2 separate regions of the Sus scrofa genome follow, and region 2 is linked to region 1. A link is a contact called in public HiChIP or PLAC-seq data. All regions are on one chromosome and are shown on one strand. Each heading gives the region's core, a stretch centred on a gene start, on an enhancer-like site or on the middle of the called end of the contact. The rest is flanking DNA. Distances are from core to core; before and after follow the strand shown. Region 1 has its middle 50 kb from the start of GRAMD2B. Region 2 overlaps LMNB1 (lamin-B1).

Evidence for each region. HiChIP or PLAC-seq counts read pairs in DNA pulled down with a chosen protein or histone mark.
Region 2: an H3K27ac HiChIP or PLAC-seq map of alveolar macrophages shows a contact between it and region 1. The contact joins two enhancer-like sites.

The regions. Positions count from the first base shown.
Region 1 is chr2:129,497,284-129,501,834 of Sscrofa11.1, forward strand. It overlaps the pseudogene LOC106509544. Among named protein-coding and RNA genes, the nearest start is that of GRAMD2B, 50 kb to the right of the region's middle. Within about 2 kb of position 2,783, at least 2 of the 83 cell types and tissues checked have an H3K27ac peak or open chromatin away from gene starts, as enhancers often do. A contact at or near this core is called in alveolar macrophages, where this site is marked.
Region 2 is chr2:129,847,439-129,852,176 of Sscrofa11.1, forward strand. It overlaps LMNB1 (lamin-B1), which reads left to right. Exons shown (of 11, transcript XM_003123882.5): 8 at 854-958; 9 at 4,448-4,567. Among named protein-coding and RNA genes, the nearest start is that of LMNB1, 43 kb to the left of the region's middle. Within about 2 kb of position 2,268, at least 2 of the 83 cell types and tissues checked have an H3K27ac peak or open chromatin away from gene starts, as enhancers often do. A contact at or near this core is called in alveolar macrophages, where this site is marked.

The DNA.
Region 1 (4,551 bases), core at 1,533-4,032:
TACCCACAAGGTGCCCTGTGGATATCCCCTTGGACAAAACTGTTTTCAGCAAAGGTGCCTTCAGAGACCCCACTCTCAAATGCAAGGCCAGACAAGAGGCCAAGGTCAAGTTCAACTAGAGATAAAAGACCAGCAAGAATAAATGATTCTTCCAGAAGCTGTGGTTTTAGGACTTTCTTGCTTCAGTCATTGGAAGTACAAAAAAAAAGAAGAAGAATCCTACCCCCATCCACAAATGCGGCAGATTTTTTAAAAAATTCTTTCAATTTGTTACCCAACTGGGTCAGCTTCTGCGTTTTTTATAACCAGTAGAGAGTATTCTTCACTTGTTTATTAGCCATGTTTATTTCTTCTTCCATAAACTGCATGCTTATGTCCTGACTCACATCTTAAAATGATACCGTGAAATAAATTTTTAAGACTACACTACCACAAACAGTACCATCAGTCAGTTTTTGTAAATTCAGACCAGTCTTGCTAATCTTCACTATTTTTAAAAAATTGTGAAATGAACGCTAAATTAAAGAGATGCAATGAGCAATAAGTAGAAATGCAGAGGTAAATGAATCTCTTTCTCTTTGCTGGTCTTTACGAGATGCTAGTTTGTGCTCTTCTAAATGCCTGAAGATTTATTAGGGAATCATCTTATTAATGTTCTGTATTATACCACGGTTACAAGCAGGTGAAATAACCACCTAAAAGATGTGATTTCAGGAAGTTCCTGTTATGGCTCAGTGGAAACGAGGCCAGCTAGTATCCATGAGGATGCAGGTCCAATCCCTGGCCTCGCTCAGTGGGTCAGGAGATCCAGCATTGCCATGAGCTATAGTGTAAGTCACAGACACAGCCTGGATCCCCAGTTGCTTTGGCTGTGCTATAGGCCAGCAGCTGTTGCTCTAATTCCACCCCTAGCCAGGGAACTTCCATATGCTGTAGGTGCAGCCCTAAAGAGCAAAAACAAAACAAAACAAAACATGATTTCAGGATTACCAAGAAGGATAAAGGGAAAATACCAAAAATCTTGGCTCTAAAAGTTAAATAGACTGCATGAGAAAGATAAAAACATATCTCTTCAAAAGGACCAGTAGTGATCACATTACCCAATTGTGACTAAGTTTCTAATTATATTGTTGAAAATAGTCAGAAATAGGGAGTTCCCATTGTGGCTTAGTGGGTTACGAACTGACTGGTATCCATGAAGCTGCAGGTTCGATTCCTGGCCTCAGCTAGTGGATTCAGGATCCAATGTTGCTGTGGCTGTGATACAGGCTGGCAGCTGCAGCTCCAATTCAACCCCTAGCCTGGGAACTTCCATATGCTGCAGATGCAGGCCTAAAAAACAAAAACAAATAAAAAATAAAATAGTTATAAGCCCTAAAATTCAAGGTCAATTCATTTTCAATGACACCATCAGGGAAACTTGGCAACAGAGTAAAAGTGTTAGGACTATGTACAAAATAATGAATTTGGACCCCTACCTGATAACACAGGCAAGGATTAACTCAAAGTGGCTCAAAGATCTTGCACTAATATAAATGCTAAAACTATAAAACTCTTAGAAAAAGCATAGGAGTAAGTCTTCATAACCTCGGGTTAGGCAACTATTCCTTAAGTACAACACAAAAAGCTCAAGTGATACAAGACTGATAAATTGGATGTTATCAAAATTAAAACGTTTTTGCTTCAAAGGACATCATCAAGAAATGGAGTTCCCGTCGTGGCGCAGTGGTTAACGAATCCGACTAGGAACCATGAGGTTGCGAGTTCGGTCCCTGCCCTTGCTCAGTGGGTTAACGATCCGGCGTTGCCGTGAGCTGTGGTGTAGGTTGCAGACGCAGCTCGGATCCCACGTTGCTGTGGCTCTGGTGTAGGCCGGTGGCTACAGCTCCGATTCAACCCCTAGCCTGGGAACCTCCATATGCCGCAGGAGCGGCCCAAGAAATAGCAACAATAACAACAACAACAACAACAACAAAAAAAAAAAAAAAAAAAAAAGAAATGAAGAGACAATCTATAGACTAGGAGAAAGTATTGCAACTTATATATCAGAAAAGAGACTATATACATTCTATATACATGAATACATTCAGAATATATAAAGGATACAACTCAGTAATAAAAAGACAGTCCAATGGGCAAAGTATTAAATAGATTTTTCTCCAAAAAAAAGAGAGATAAATAGCCAATAAGCACAGAAAAAAAATGCTCAACATGATTTGTCATTAGGAAGATTCAAATCAAAAATATGAGACCCCATTTCACATCCACAAGAATGCCTATGACCAAAAAATAATAATAATAATAAATGTTGGCAGGCATGTGGTGACATTGGAGCTCTCAGCCATTGCTGGCTGGAATGTAAAATGGGGCAGTCACTTTGGAAAACAGTTTGGTAGTTCCTCAAAAAGTTAAATAGAGCAATTTCACCCCTAGGCATATAACCAAGATAATTGAAAATACATGTTCACACAAAACTTGTGCACAAATTTCCATAGCGGAATTTTTCATAAAGCTCAAATGTGGAAACAATTCAAATATCCATCACCTCAAGAATGGATAAATAAAATTATACGCATACAGTGGAATATTATTTGGTCATATAATGGAATGAATTACTGATACATGCTACTATACGGCGGAAACCTGTGAACCTGCTAAGTGAAAGAAGCCAGTCACAAAAGATCACATATAGTATAATCCCACTTATATGAAGTATCCAGAGTAGGTACTTCCTCTCTCTAGAGCTGAGAATGAATTGTCTCATATATAAAGAGAGAGAGCATCAGCAGATTAGTGGTTGCCTACAGGCAGAGAAAAGAGAAGTCAGAGGAATGGAAAATAACTGCCATTGGGTACAAGGTTTCTTTCTGGAGTGATGAAAATGTTCCAAAATTAGCTGGTGGTGGTGGTTGTGTAACTTGGTAAATAAACGAAAAACCACCAAATCATACACTTTGAACAGATAGACTCTATGTAAATTATATCTTAGGCTATTTTTAAATTTTTGAAAACATACAACTAGTTACTTTATAAAGGCCCTACGATTTTATTATACATGTTGGTTAAAAGAATTATAAATGTTGGCAGTAATATTTATGGCAACTTACTGAGTTCTCATTATTTGCCAGGCAAATATTCAGTCTTTATAAGTATTAACTAATTTCCTTTCCCAATATACCTATTAGGTAAATACTATTATTATTCCCATTTTACAGTTTAGAAAACGAAGTGGCATTGTAAAGATTCAAACACAAAGGATCTGGGCTGTTAATAAAATATGTGCTGGCCCTGGAATCCAGTAGCAAAATATGGGGTGAAAAATCCCTGAAATTCAAGGAATTGAAGATTTTTTTTTTTTTTTTAAGGGCACACCCACAGCATATGGAAGTTTCCAGACTAGGGGTCAAATCAGAGCTGTAGCTGTTGGCCTGCACCACAGCCACAGCCACAGCAATGGCAGATCCAAGCCACCTTTGTAACCTATACCACAGCTTCAAGTAACACCCAGATCCTTAACCCACTGAGCGAGGCCAGGGATCAAACCTGCGTCCTCATGGGTACCAGTCAAGGTTCGTTACTGCTGAGTCACAATGGGAACTTTGCAAAGGGAACTTTTGAAAGGGACCTTTGAACTCCATGAAGGGGAACTCCAAGAACTGAGGACATTTTAAAATATTATAATTAACAATAAAACACTAAAAAGTTAATGCCTAAGAGGAGGTGCCATCTTGACTCAGTGGTTAACAAATCCTACTAGGAACCATGAGGTTGCAGATTCGATCCCTGGCCTCGCTCAGTGGGTTAAGGATCTGGTGTTGCCGTGAGCTGTGGTGTAGGTTGTAGATGAGGCTCAGATCCCATGTTGCTCTGTGGTGTAGGCCAGCAGCTATATCTCCCATTAGACTCCTAGTTTGGGAACCTCCATATGCCACAGGAGCAGCCCGGAAAAGACCAAAAAAAAAAAAAAAAGTTAATGCCTAAGAGTAAAAAAAAAAAAAAGAATTGTTACCTTACTCAATAGCAGTGGAGAGTGAAAGGCTGTAGATTATATGATCACGGCCCTCTCTTGCTCTGTATGAAGACAATAGGAGACAGGCTGGGCTGTTGCTGGGGGTCCGTGGTATGTTTTCACTGTCCTGTGAGTGACAGGAGGAGGAATGGTATGGAGCTATATGGTGTGAACAGGTTACCAGGCCAGGAGTGAAGGGAGAGTCAGGAAGGCAGCACCAGATGTGCCACTAATTCTTCGTGTGACTTGGGGTAGATGGTCTAACCCCTCTGGGTCTGTATCCTGAAGTATCTTTAGGTCCCAATTTGTTTCAAAATCTCATCATCTACCATCTAGTTTCTAGACGAATCTCAGAACCATCTTGGCCAGAGGTACGTTTATTCCAAACAAATCTTCCTCACATCTGCTTCATGGAGTTCTCGGAACATGTCTTTTCTGGTTCTATGTCAACGCCTCCGGCCCCTTGTGCTCCAACTGTGGGGAGGGAACTGAGAAGATGTGCCTGTTTGTTCCTCATTTTGATTGCAAGTCCTCTTAAAAAT
Region 2 (4,738 bases), core at 1,018-3,517, 350 kb after region 1:
CTCTGGGCAGCCTGCAGGCTGGTGTTGATAGCCGGCACTTGGGACTGGCTCATTATGTCACTGACTCTTTTTGAGCCCTTTAGGCTTTAAGGTAAGAGTTAAATAACGGGCAGAAGTGGTACATGTGCATAAGAAGAAGGGCATAGTTTGACATAGTTTCTTCCAGTTTCTTCCTTCTCTTTCCAAGCTTAGGTGTCTATATTTTAAAAGCTGAAGGCAATCAAATATTAGATGTTTATAAAGATGATTATGAAACTAGGTTGTATTGTAAATTAAAAATATGCACCTGATCTAGCTTTGAATAGGACCATTTCGTTTGGTTCACCTCCCTTTCCTTCCGGTTTTGTCCTCTTTAAAATTAATTTTCTTAATAATTAAAACTGCAGCGTTGTCAAAGTTCCTGTTTTGCTGAATGACAAAGCCATATTTTCTCTCTCTTTTTAAAAAATTTTTATTTTTTTGTCTTTTTTTGCCTCCTTAGGGTTGTACCTGCGGCACACGGAGGTTCCCAGGCTAGGGGTCTAATCGGAGCTGTAGCCACCGGCAGCCGCAGCAGTGCCAGATCCGAGCCACGTCTCTGACCTGTGCCACAGCTCACGGCAATGCCGGATCCTTAACCTACTGAGCAAGGCCAGGGATCGAACCCACAATCTCATGGTTCCCAGTCGGATTGGTTAGCCCCTCAGCTACAAGGGGAACTCGCTTATTTTCTTTTTATAGTAGGAAAATATGAGCCATGGAAAGATAGCCATAAAACTGTCTTAGTTTATCTGCCTATAGATTGATTTATGCAATTATTTCCTAACTTTCTATATATTTGAAGTCACCTTATTTTATTTTGTTCTTTCAATAGGATCAGCCAATGGGAGGCTGGGAGATGATCAGAAAAATTGGAGACACGTCAGTCAGTTACAAATATACCTCAAGATATGTGCTGAAGGCAGGCCAGACTGTTACAGTAAGTTAATTTAGTCATCATTTAATTTAACTTGATTATCTTAACCAACAGTTAAAGTAATTAAAACCATTTGGGCTTGAATAGAAACATTTTAGGAATGGGCCTTAAAACATTTTTGTTATTATTAGGGAATTACAAGTGCTATTAAACATTTTAAAAATTGTATGTGATTGAGAGTGGTAATACACTAATAAAAGCGAAAGAATTGACCTTTGAGTTCTTTTTGTCTGCTTCAGTGGATAGAAGGCAGCTTCCTCTTCCTTCCCTGTTGGCTCCCCAGAAAACAAAACAGAATAGCTACTTCTTGATTGATAGTGGTAGCCCTGCTGTGGTTCAGGAGGTTCTGCTTGGCGTAAAGAACTGTCAGGAGATAACTGTTAATACTAGGGGTGCTTTAGCCCTGTTAGGGGTAAGCAGCACAGTCATCTGGAGAGTGTTTCTGGTGACCAGGCCGTTCCTCACTCTTAGTTGGGGCAGGGAACCTGTGTTTTGAACAGAAGTTCCTAGGTGATAAGTACTATTGCGAAGTATCAGTCTCTAAACCTAATACACGAGCGAGGATAGCGTGGTTTTTCTTTCAAATATATGAGGTGTTGATATTTTGAGAGAGATGAACCCTGTGCCATTCTGACTCTGTTTTCTCCGTTGCTGTCCTGAAATGCCACGTCTGTAATAGTTCCTAAATAATCATGAGCTGACTTTAGAGAAGTATTCTTCATTGAGCAAACACAAGATTCCTTTACTTTTACTCAGTAAGTAGATGTAGCAAACAAAATATGTTAACTTTGATACAGATTTTAAACAGGTTACTGTTTTCATTCCCTAAAGAATGCTGAAGTGACTTTCTTTTTATAGCTGCTTCTTTAAGAATATTAAACACATGTTTGGCGTTCCCGTTGAGGGGCAGCGGAAACGAATCTGACTAGTATGCACGAAAATGCGGGTTTGATCCCTGGCCTCCCTCAGTGGGTTGAGGATCTGGCGTTGCCGTGAGCTGCGGTGTAGGTCGCAGACATGGCTGGGATCCAGTATTGCTGTGGTAGTGTTGTAGGCAGGCAGCTGCAGCTCCAATTCAACCCCTAATTGAATTGGAGGGTGCGGCCCTAAAAAGCCAAAAAAAAAAAAAAAAAAGGATATTAAACACATGTCTTAAAATTTTATGATTGATAGAAACCTCCCTTAGTGTTTAAGATTAAAGGCTCTAACAGGTTAGAACTTCTCTTTTAAAGTATATTTGTAGAACTCGCCACCACATTGTGAAAATATCAGATGCTAATTTTGTAATAATGGGTAAGAATGGGAACAGATATCCTAACCACACTGTCTTTTCTTCTCTTTAGCAGTTATTATAGGAGAGAAAATGGCTCAGTCCTATTACGTGTCTTATGGAAGTTGCATAATGTAGTGGAAAGAGTTTGACATTTTAATTCCAAAGATTCAGATTTGAGTGTGCTCTCTCTTTAAAGTGGTATAAAACCATTATGCCAATCATCTGCTTTTTCCCCTGGATATAGTGTCTCAGGGACTAAATATATATTCTATAGGTTTAGTGGAGAACTCAATTTTCACGTAAAATACTGTAATGCATTTTCTTTTCCTTTGGTGGCTGGCATTAAATGTGTTAAGGAGCTCTTTGAAACATGGTAGTCATAAGTGATCTTTCCGTTAAATTGTACAATGCAAGGCGGTAGCAAAGATCAATTCAAAACTCTAGGATAGAAATAAGGAAACTACATATGTGATTTTAAATTTTCTCATAAACTATTATTTCAACATGTGATCAGTATAACATTTTGTTAGATATTTTACTCTTTTTGTTTTTGAACCAAGTCTTCATACTTAGAGCTAACCTTACATCATACCTCTGTTGGAACTAACCACCTTTCAAATGCTCACAAGCCCATGTGGCTGCCGTATTGAACAACACAGCCCTAGGACCTACTGAATTACCCAGTAAGGTTATTGACATTATGTGATTAACACTAAACCAACAATATGATTCCAGGAGTTCCCATTGTGGCTCAGCGGGTTAAGAACCCAGCTAGTACCTGTGATGATGCAGGTTTGATTCCTGGCCTTGCTCAGTTGGTTAAGGATCCGGAGTTACCACAAGCTGTGGTGTAGGTTGCAAATGCGGCTTGGATCTGGTGTGGCTGTGGCTGTGCTGCAGGCCAGCAGCTGCAGCTCTGATTTGACCCCAGCCTGGGAACCTCCATACGCCGCAGGTGTGGCCTTAAAAAGGAAAAATAAGTAAACCAACTGTATGATTCCATGTGGTCTAGTGAAAAGTATAGCTTGAGATTAGGTTAACAATCCATGTCACCTGAAAGTTGGCCCAGATCCAATTCTTTTAGTTTTATCCTAGTAAATGTTTCTTGCCCCTTCCCATTTATAATGTGGATGGAAGATCTGGAAGCTACAAGTGAGCACCTTTAGAGGAAGTGGGTCTCTTCTACTCAGTAATTGATGTGGTTTTCTCGCCATTTACAAAATACCTGCTTGTACCCATCTGCAGTCTTCCTTTTGTCATCATATAGCCCTTTATATTGCAAAATAACTTACGGGGCGCAAAACTTTGGTATCTGTTTTCATGTGGTCTTAGAAAGACCAGAGCAAAGTGTCCCTACAGATGAGGACATAGAGGTTTGTCAAGGTGTCATGTAATGTCCATGATTCAAATCCAGGTTTTCAGACTCAGGTTTCCTTCATTCTAGCAAAATATTATTCTGCCAATAAATACACTGAAAATGTGGCAGAATTTCCATGCTTGTGAGAAGGGAAATACTTCTTTTTGTTTGTTTTGTTCATTTTGGTAGCAGTAATATTTTCCATTAAATGGTAGGTGACCTGTCTGTTTCCTAAATTCTTTTTAGAGTTCAGTCTCAGACACTCTGGGGTATTGTGATATTGTCTCTGGTTGGATACATACCACTTCCCACAAGAGTGTTCTAGATAGGTTGTCTGGTGCAGAGTTTTGACAGAAGTTAGTCATCTCCTCAGTGCCTGCCCTAGGGAGCTGGGGGATCCCATCGGAGGGGATCAGAAGGTTCTAACCCAGACGGTGGCTCATAAAACCCATAGAACGACAGAACAATGATGAGAGCCAATATTTATTGAGTGAGCCGTCCCCTCTATGTGCGTAATCCCCTTTCCTTCTCAGCAGTCCCATGTGTTAGCAGTACCATTTCTGTCCCATTGGAAGGGAAGTCAGGTAGCTTGTTCAGGGTAAGCTGACGTGTAGGTGAACTAGGATGTGAATCTGGTCACCTTCACTTCAGAGCCCCGTGTGTCAACATTTTCACTTATCAGATGGGGGAGCCGAGGCTGAGATAAGTCTCGTGGATGCTAGACACATGGCTAGTTAATGTAGCACGTCTGAAGCCAGGCCATCATTCAGGAACTTTTAGAATCGATGCTCTTACAGGATGCTATTACTGACACATGGGAGAGCTGGGCTCGGAATAACCTGATGTCCTTTCTTTTTTCCAGATCTGGGCTGCCAATGCCGGCGTCACAGCCAGTCCTCCCACCGACCTCATCTGGAAGAACCAGAACTCCTGGGGCACTGGCGAAGACGTGAAGGTTATATTGAAAAATTCTCAGGGAGAGGTACGGTCATTTGGTTGGGTCCACCACAGTGTCTCTTCACCATGCAAGTGTGATTTCTCTGCAGAAATCAGATTGAAATGTGAAGTAACAGATTGCTTAAATCAGACCAAGGCTGCTAAGTCTATCAAAGTAAAGTTAACTTCAGGTTTTAGAAATGAAATAAGAGTGTAT